2 separate regions of the Mus musculus genome follow, and region 1 is linked to region 2. A link is a contact called in public promoter capture Hi-C data. All regions are on one chromosome and are shown on one strand. Each heading gives the region's core, a stretch centred on a gene start, on an enhancer-like site or on the middle of the called end of the contact. The rest is flanking DNA. Distances are from core to core; before and after follow the strand shown.

Region 1 (4,104 bases), core at 1,059-3,558, 230 kb after region 2:
ATGAGAGCACATCTCACATAATTACATATCTGCACATATTTGCACAGTGCATAAAAAAGATACATCTATGATTTGTAGGTCAGGCAGAGGTTGATAAGGATCAACTTATTCTAGACTTTGTATAATAGGCATGCAAGATAACATAGCTCACTGGGGAAACAATAGGAATTTATATTAGAAGTATAAAGTGCTCTGAGAGCCGGTCGTGGTGCATGCCTTTAATCCTAGCACTCGGGAGGCAGAGGCAGGCAAATTTCTGAGTTCGAGGCCAGCCTGGTCTACAGAGTGAGTTCCTTTACAGCCAGGACTAAACAGAGAAACCCCTTCTGGGGGGTGGTGGTGGTGGTGGGGAAACCAAACCAAACCAAAACAAAAAACCACCACCACCACCACCAAAACCAAGATCCATTTTTAAAAAAGTGTAAAGTGTTCTGAGATGGCAGTAGAATAGCTAGGAATGAGGCTGGACAGGTGAGACCAGATTCCAGATTACAAAGGGTTTTACAAGCAGTGCAGTGGGTTGGGGCTTTATTCTAAGAGCACTGGAGGCAAGAGGGTAGTGGGAAAACATTAGCAGCTGTGATGGGCCTTTAAGTGGGGATGCAGTATGGGGACCCTATTGTATTTTAGAACCAGAGTTGTAGCTTCCGCTGTGAAATGGACAAGGGCAACACTCAGTGTTGAGAACTTTTCCCAGCCAGAAGTCGCCCAGGGGGCTCTGTGGCAATTGTGTAAAGAGGATGAGAGTCGGATAATCAAGCAGGAGGGATGATTTATTTAGGCCAGAGTGAGCAGCAGGGGTCTTGACGGAAGTGAATGAAATTAACATTAACCTCCACACCAGGTAATCAAGCAAAACCAGCCCTGTGACAGCTGCTGCTGTGAGAACCTCCCCAGGGAAGGAGTTGACAGTAAATCTCTTAAGTGTCAACTTTGTGATTTGTCATCTGAGAAAGTGAATTCCATGTTGATGAACTCAAAGAAATGTCATCTGGGCAAGGGTTGGAAGGGACACTTAGTTCCTGGTGTCTGTTTTCAAAAGATTTAAGGCAATTGGCTTACATTCAGAGAAGACCCTCAATTTGTGTCTTTGAACATCAGAGCCTGGAACAGTGGGCCAGGAGAATGGTCTTTAAATTGTTAGAAAACCATGGAGAAGGAGAGGCAAGGCTACCTTTGCTTATCCTCAGGCTAGAAGGCCAGAGACCAAAGTGACCATCGCAGAGTCAGGGAGTCTTGGTGCCTGGTTCCTGGAAGTTTCCCAGCATACAGGGTCTAAGCTCCTGTACTGGATACTGGACAAGAAGAAAATAAACCCACAACCAGTGAGTGTTCTCCTAGGTTCTTGCTGACTTCTTGATGGGGAAGATCTGGTCAAGAGAGTGGCTAGTTCTCAGCTATGACGGTGGGTAAGTCTCTCCGTGATGTTTTTTTCTCTTGTAAAAAATGTGTATGTGTCCACAAGTGTGTGGAGGCTACAGGTCAACATCGGGTGTCTTCTTGATTGCTTTGTTCCTTATTTTGTGAGACGGGGTCTCTCACTGAACCTGAAACTCACCAATTGCCTAGCTAGCCTGGCTGACCAGCAAGGTCCAGAAAGCCACACAGTATCACCACCTCTGGCCTAATTCCCATTCCCTTTGCAATGGGAATTGCAAACTCACCCTACCACATTCCAACTTTTACACCCTTGCTACAGATCTGAGCTGGGTCCTCATGCTTGCATCCCCCTCCCCCAGTCTTGGCTCTCTTTCTTTTCTTGTGCTTGTTCTTTATCGAGACAGGGTTTCTCTGTGTAGCCCTGGTTGTCCTGGAACTCACTCTGTAGACCAGGCTGGCCTTGAACTCATAGATCCGCCTGCCTCTGTCTGTGCTGGGATTAAAGGCCTGTAGCACTGTTCTCTCTCTCTCTCTCTCTCTCTCTCTCTCTCTCTCTCTCTCTGTCTCTCTCTCTCTCTCTCTCTCTCTCTCTCTCTCTCTGTGTGTGTGTGTGTGTGTGTGTGTGTGTGTGTGTGTGTGTGTGTGTGTGTGTGTGTGTAGTGGGTGGGTGTTGGTGGTGTCTGCAGTCTCTAAATCACATAATTAGGCAGTGGGGTGGGCGGTGAGTAAACTGGACAAAACCTTGAGCTAGTTAGAACCTTGCAATGGAATTAACTTTGGCCCTTGCTTGGCTGTACAGGAGGGGCGGGGTTACTTTAATGCTTGCTCGGGAGAAGGCGATTGGCCCTGGGGAAATCCTAGGGGCGGGTCTAGTCGGTGGTTGCCATTGGTTCTGCCGGCAAGTCAAGGGATGGCAGCGAAGGGGGCGGAGCTCTCGAGGGGAGTCAATTGGTCCGCTGGAGCCCACCAAGGGATTGGAGCAGGCAGGCGTGCAAACCTGCACCCTGTAGCCCCCAGCCAGGAATCAGGAGGCAGCCACCTGGAAGCTCACGGGGCCTGCAGCGGGGCGAGGGGCGCTCGGGGCGTTGGCACGAGCGCGCGCGCCTGCGTCGCCTTCTCGGATGCGGCGAGGACGACTCTGTGTCGCGACCTGAGCCATTCAACAGCTGGCCTCGCCCGCGGCGGTGGAAGAGAGCGACCAGGAGGGTTGATCCTTGACACTGCGGCGGCTGGAGGGAGGCGGCGGCAGGAGCGGTAGCGGTTCCGCTACCCCAGCGGAGCTAAGCGTGAAGGTACAGCGGCTGCTGAGGCTCCCGATAACACCCCCCCCCCCCTTTCTGAGAATCGACCAGGCGGCTGCGTCCTTCTGCGTCCCGGTTGGCCGGCCGCCCTGGCCTACCGGAGTCTTGGGTGCCTGGGAGGCAGGGCCGCGTTGGACCCTGAGTGAGGACTTGGGAGGGGTTTTGGAGAGAACCCAGGTAGCCAGGCCTGCTCTAGGTGGAAACCAGGTTTTCTAGAGATGCCCCTAGGCTTTCCCCCTTGGATCCATTCGGCTGCTCTCTTGGGTCTTGGTGCCGCACTAGGGGGCGCTGTGGCCGCTGCTGCAGCTGAGGTCACTGGAAGCTTTTCCTTAGGGTGTACTAGATTGCTTAGGAAAGCTGAAGGATGCCCTCCTCCCTGCTGTATGCAAAAGCCAAGGGCTCTGGTTCTCAATCTGCTTCAGTGACATTCATTCCAGTTAACCACTACCCAGGGTCCGTTGCCTCTGCCCACTGATGACCACCAAGGGCCTTGTGAGGTTCCTACCGTGGATGGAATTAAACTGCTTCTAATTTGACCCAAGAAAGCAGGGTAAACCTCTAAGCCTTTGGAATGCATAGTCTTGAGCTTTGAGTAGATGGGCAGAAGTATCAGGGAAGAAAGCAAGTTGGGGAGCCTCATGTCTTGGATACTGCTGTCTCTGAGCATGTTGGTCACTGGGACTAGTACCATTTTTACATTTATCACCTGCTTATGAAACCAGTCACTACCTGAGCACTTTTGAATGTCACTAACTCTAAACATGTGTTGATTGGAACCCTGGAACTCTGAATTGCAGTATGGGGACTACCTGGGTCTTTTTATTTCCCACAGGGTTTCAAAGATGGTACCCATTTTACCTGATGTTCTTCCTGTCTCAGATCTACCTTTGAAACCTCATACTGTTGAAATACTGTAAGATTGTGAAGTATAATTGATAGGGATGCCTTTTCAATTCTGAAAATGTAGTGGGGATCTCTCAAATTCAGTTTTTTAAAAGAAAATTTTTTTTAAAGCATGTGAGATTCTGGTAGCCACACATTTCTTTCTTTTTTTTTTCTTTTTCTTTTTTTTTTTTTTCTTTTTGGTTTTTGGAGACAGGGTTTCTCTGTATAGCCCTGGCTGTCCTGGAACTCACTTTGTAGACCAGGCTGGCCTCGAACTCAGAAATCCAGCTGCCTCTGCCTTTTGAGTGCTGGGATCAAAGGCATGCCCCACCACGCCGGGCTGGTAGCCGCATATTTCTGTGTTCTATTTTTTATTCCTGTGTGGGGAGTGTATCCTCTCAAAAGGATGGAGTAACTTGAAGCATGGGGTAACTTCCATGAAAGTGTTTTTTACTTCAGTTCTTGTAAAGCACATGGAAAAGTGGAATGAGCCTCCAGGCACTGGTGCCCAGGGAATACCAGCTGCTATACCCATCAG
Region 2 (4,381 bases), core at 18-2,517:
TTGCTGGTGAACTGGTTTCCTGCTGCATTATCTCTGTGGGGGCTAAAGTTAGCAAGAAGGCTGCTCAAACCTCCACAACCCTGAATACCAGCGCTGTGGCACTTCTTTTAAAAAGTGACTACTTTCACCCAGGATGGATTAAACGGGGGGGGGGGGAGACGACACAAACGAACGGAAAAAGTGAAGTTTTGATTAAGCCTAGGTCTAGCCAGAACAATCCGCCACACACTGAATTTCACTTGAGCCTTTGGTGGTCAGAGGTGGCAGGGGCAAAGCCGCTTCTTTAAGTGGGGGGCGCTTGCTGATACCCGGGACCCCCTTTCCCCTGAAGAGTAGGCTCCTGAAAGGTGGGCTAAGAAACTCTCTTACCATCCTCAAACGGGGTCCCTTCGGGCCTGCAACACAGAATAAAAACAAAAACAAGAGCCCGTTAGTGCCGGCTCAGAGGGTCCCCGCCTCCCCGCAGCCTCAGAGGCGGCGGCTCTGTCAAGGTTTCCCATCCCTGCCGCCTGGTCCGTCCCGCACCGCTGTCCCGGGTTAGGAAAAGGCGGCGCAGGCCGCCGCAGCCTCCGCTGCCCCTCGCCACCAAGAACCCCAAAGAGTTCCCCTAGCAGAGAGAAGGCAGCTAATCGAGGCAGAGGCTCCGGGGAGGCGCCTAGGCCCAAGCAACCCCAACTCTCTTCCCCTTTCCCCCCATGCGCGGCTCGTCTAGGGGCCGGCCCCGGTCCTCCCTGCCCCGGTCGCCGGCGAGAGCCGGCCCGCAGACTCACCCAAAAATGACCGCATTCCAAACCATTATGTTGTTCTCCGACGGAGCCCCGCTCACTCCGGCCGGAGGATCTTCCTGTAACCTTCAGAAACAGACACACAGCGGCTGCCCTCAGCCCCGCGATTCGCCGCCGGGATCCCCCTCCCCATCACACCCGGAGCCGCTCCGCTTCGGGCTCCGCCCTGTGCCCCCCGGCAGGCAGGCAGGCAGGCGGGCAGGCAGGCCGCCCCCTCGAGCGCCTGGCCCTCGCGGACGCGGGTTACCTCTTGAAGTCCCTCATGAGGCGGCGCCGGGCCGGGGTCGACATGGCTTTAGCGGGCTCAGCAGTCGGGCATATACCAGGGTCCGCGGTCCCCGAGGAAGCCGAGGAAGCCGGAGAAGCCGAGGAGGCGCCGAGAGGGACGGCACTGCCGCTCCGGAGCCGAGGGTCGGTCTGGCGCCGGCTAAGCACCACCCCAGAGTAGACGGGGGCCGAACCAACCTGGGGAGAACGCGCGGGGGGGTGCGGGGAACGCCTTACGCCCGGCGGACCGTACCAAGGCGGCCACGGGGCGGGGAGAGCCAAAGTTGACCTGTCAATCACGTCCCACCTGAGAGCCCTGGCCCTGGACCTAAGGGAGGAGGTGGCCAAGTTCCCTGGGGGAAAAGGCTAGGCGGGAAGCAAAGGAAACCTTCAAGTCCCGGTGATTTAACAGGGAGCAGCGCGGGCCCCACTTGCTGACTTGAAGAGGAACCCCTGCGAAGTTTTCTTTTTATAGGTACTTACTTTTTTTCGGGAAGGAGGGGCTCTTTTTCTATCTTTTTTCCCCCTCTGTTGAGACAGAGTCTCCTATAGGCCAGAGAACCTCGAACTCACTGTGTCGTTGAGCATGATTTTGAACTCCTGACTCTCCTGCTTTCACCTCCCAAATGCTGGGATTACAAGAGTGCACCACCATGCCAGTCTTTTAATTACTTCTTGTTTTGTTATTGGTTCCCCCTTCTTCCTCCACTTATTTGTTGATTGATTGATTGGCTGATTGATTGTAGGGTTGGTCTCTTGTAGTATCTAATGTAACACAGGCTAACTCAGACTCACTGTGAATCCCAGAGGCTGGACTTGGAGGTCACCTCAGCCTGCCAGGAATATGTCTTTAACCTTTCTTCTGTTTTGACAAAGAATGAATTATTAAACTGCCAACTACTGTTTAGGGTCGGGGAAAGAGGCGAGAAGATTAGTTGAAAGAAAAGAGTGGAGGAAAGACTTGGCACAGGCAAAGCAGTTCTCCAAAGGCAAGGATGTTAGGGTCACAGTCCTGTAGACACGAGAGGCTGGGGTAACTGCTTAAAGTCATGGGGAAAGTAATATAAATAAATAAATAAATAAATAAATAGCTCTTGAGTATGAAAATGGACTTTGGGTCCATCTTCTTTGAGATGAGGGTGCACAATTCAAACCCAACTTTTAACCCTAGGACTGAATGAAATGATGTTGGGGGGCAGTGGCAGAAATGAGAGCTTCGCCGTGGTGGCGCACGCCTTTAATCCCAGCACTCGGGAGGCAGAGGCAGGCGGATTTCTGAGTTCGAGGCCAGCCTGGTCTACAAAGTGAGTTCCAGGACAGCCAGGGCTACACAGAGAAACCCTGTGTCGGAAAAAAAAAAAAAGAAAGAAAAGAAAAGAAAGAAAGAAAGAAAAAAAAGAAATGAGAGCTTCTCCCAGGGAAAATAGACTTTTTACAATCTCTATGGGTACTCACAATTTGTCTCTGGAACCACATTTCCCCTTGGTAATTCAGCAAGCCAAGCAGCTAGTTTAGAAGAGTCTGAGGTATGAGCTTATCCAGCTGGAGAGTATTGGAAGGACCGGAGGCGGCAAGGAGAGGCAGGGCGCACAGGAAAAGCTGCAAGTCTCAGGCAAGCCTCCCAGGGAGTATAGGGACCTGCAAAAGCAAGAACAGTTTCAAAGAAGCATTTTCAAAGATCAACCCAAAAGTCACTTAGTGGGCAGACAAGGATGCTGGAAATTATGAGAAAGGCAGGTTTGAGTTAAATCTGGGAGAGTTTTGAATGCCAAGCTAATGGAATCCTTGGAAGGTAGTGGAGGCAGGAAGCGACACCATTAGAGCTGGGCATTCAGAATCTTCTCCCTAGAGAGCAAGAAAGTAGCTGCAGGGCTCTTTTGCTACTGTGGAGGAGAAACACTGTATCAGGCAATCTCACCTCCCAGAGACAAGCGCATCCTTTACCATGGGAACTACTACAGCTTCAGTCTTCAACAGAGATTTTCTTTCCCATTAAATCCTGCTCACATTTTGAAATCAATCTCTCTCTCTCTCTCTCTCTCTCTCTCTCTCTCTCTCTCTCTCTCGGAGAGCCCAGTCTTCTATAGTCATCAGAGAAAAGGAGGGGGGTAAATAAAGAGCACTTGGCAATAGATTGAATGTGGTGGCAAGAATGATGCTTTAAACCCTGAGAGCAGTGGGGCTTTGAAGTGGCCGTTAACAGAACTAGGCATAAAGGGTGAAGGGACACATCTGGGAGAAGAAATTTTGAGTGGGACTTCCTGAGCTCCTGGGAGTGATGAAACAGCCATGCGAAGATGTCCAGAAGTCATCAGGTGCATAGGAGTAGGAAGCACATACCAACAGTAGTGATTTTCCTAGGTACTTAATGGCAAGTGCCTTCCTGACTAACAATTGTTACCCCCCCATTAACCCCAACATATGAATCCGTTAAAGCAAGTTTCCCTAATAGTGTTGGATTATGGCTGTTGGTGGGAAAAGGTTACCAAACAAATTTCAAATATCCTTTCTCCTCATCTAGGAACACGAAGTCTTCTAGTTCACACATGAAAAGAGCAAAAGCAAGGCCTGCAAAAAGAGCATTTGTTCTCTGTCACTGCTGAACTGATAGCCATGAACTGCAGGTCAAGTCTAGTTCCTTGTGGTCATAGGGCTTGGAGCCCTATTTCACTATTAACTGCCAAACTGGGACCACTCCCAGCTCCCAGAGGCCACCTCCATTCTTTGCTATGTGACCTACTCCCCTTTTCATTGCCAACTGAATATTTCTCTATTATTAGCTCCTTTCCCTACTTTGAACATTTTTCTTCAAGGAGACTGCAATGTACTTTCTCTAACTTCTCTGATTATATCAGACCCAATGTTGATAATCTCTATATCTTAAAAATCCTCTAACTTCAGGTGGTAGTTACTCTTGTCAATTGACTGAAATGCAGTTCAGTACTTGCCTGGTGTGTGTAAGGCTCCATGTCCCATCCCCAGTACCTAAATAAATAAACAAACAAATAAAAGCTACTCAATTTCTTCACTATAAAATCTAGACTAACCATCTAGAGACTGCCGCACCCGGGGATCCATCCCATAATCAGCCTCCAAATGCAAACACCATTGTATACACTAGCAAGATTTTGCTGAAAGGACCCTGATATAGCTGTCTCTTGTGAGGCCATGCCGGTGCCTGGCAAACACTGAAACGGATGCTCACAGTCAGCTATTGGATGGAACACAGGGCCCCCAATGGAGGATCTAGAGAAAGTACCCAAGGAGCTGAAGGGGTCTGCAACCCTATAGGTGGAACAACAATATGAACTAACCAGTACCCCTGAGCT

What was found. Promoter capture Hi-C pulls out the DNA fragments that hold promoters and counts their contacts.
Region 1: a promoter capture Hi-C map of erythroid cells shows a contact between it and region 2, with 33 times the contacts expected there. The contact joins the promoter of Akap17b here to the promoter of Ube2a in region 2. A contact is called at or near these places in 18 of 39 promoter capture datasets (the 3T3-L1 cell line, the C10 cell line, the HPC-7 cell line and 11 more), 5 of 484 Hi-C or Micro-C datasets (cerebral cortex and embryonic stem cells), 1 of 115 datasets of contacts at active chromatin or transcription factors (memory CD8 T cells) and 3 of 9 other capture datasets (adipose tissue, liver and pancreatic islet).

The regions. Positions count from the first base shown.
Region 1 is chrX:36,643,618-36,647,721 of GRCm38.p6, reverse strand. It overlaps Akap17b (A kinase (PRKA) anchor protein 17B), which reads left to right and starts at 2,308. Exons shown (of 7, transcript NM_001081956.1): 1 at 2,308-2,672.
Region 2 is chrX:36,871,181-36,875,561 of GRCm38.p6, reverse strand. Ube2a (ubiquitin-conjugating enzyme E2A) reads right to left here and starts at 1,267. Exons shown (of 6, transcript NM_019668.4): 1 at 1,033-1,267; 2 at 771-851; 3 at 370-395. The coding sequence starts at 1,076.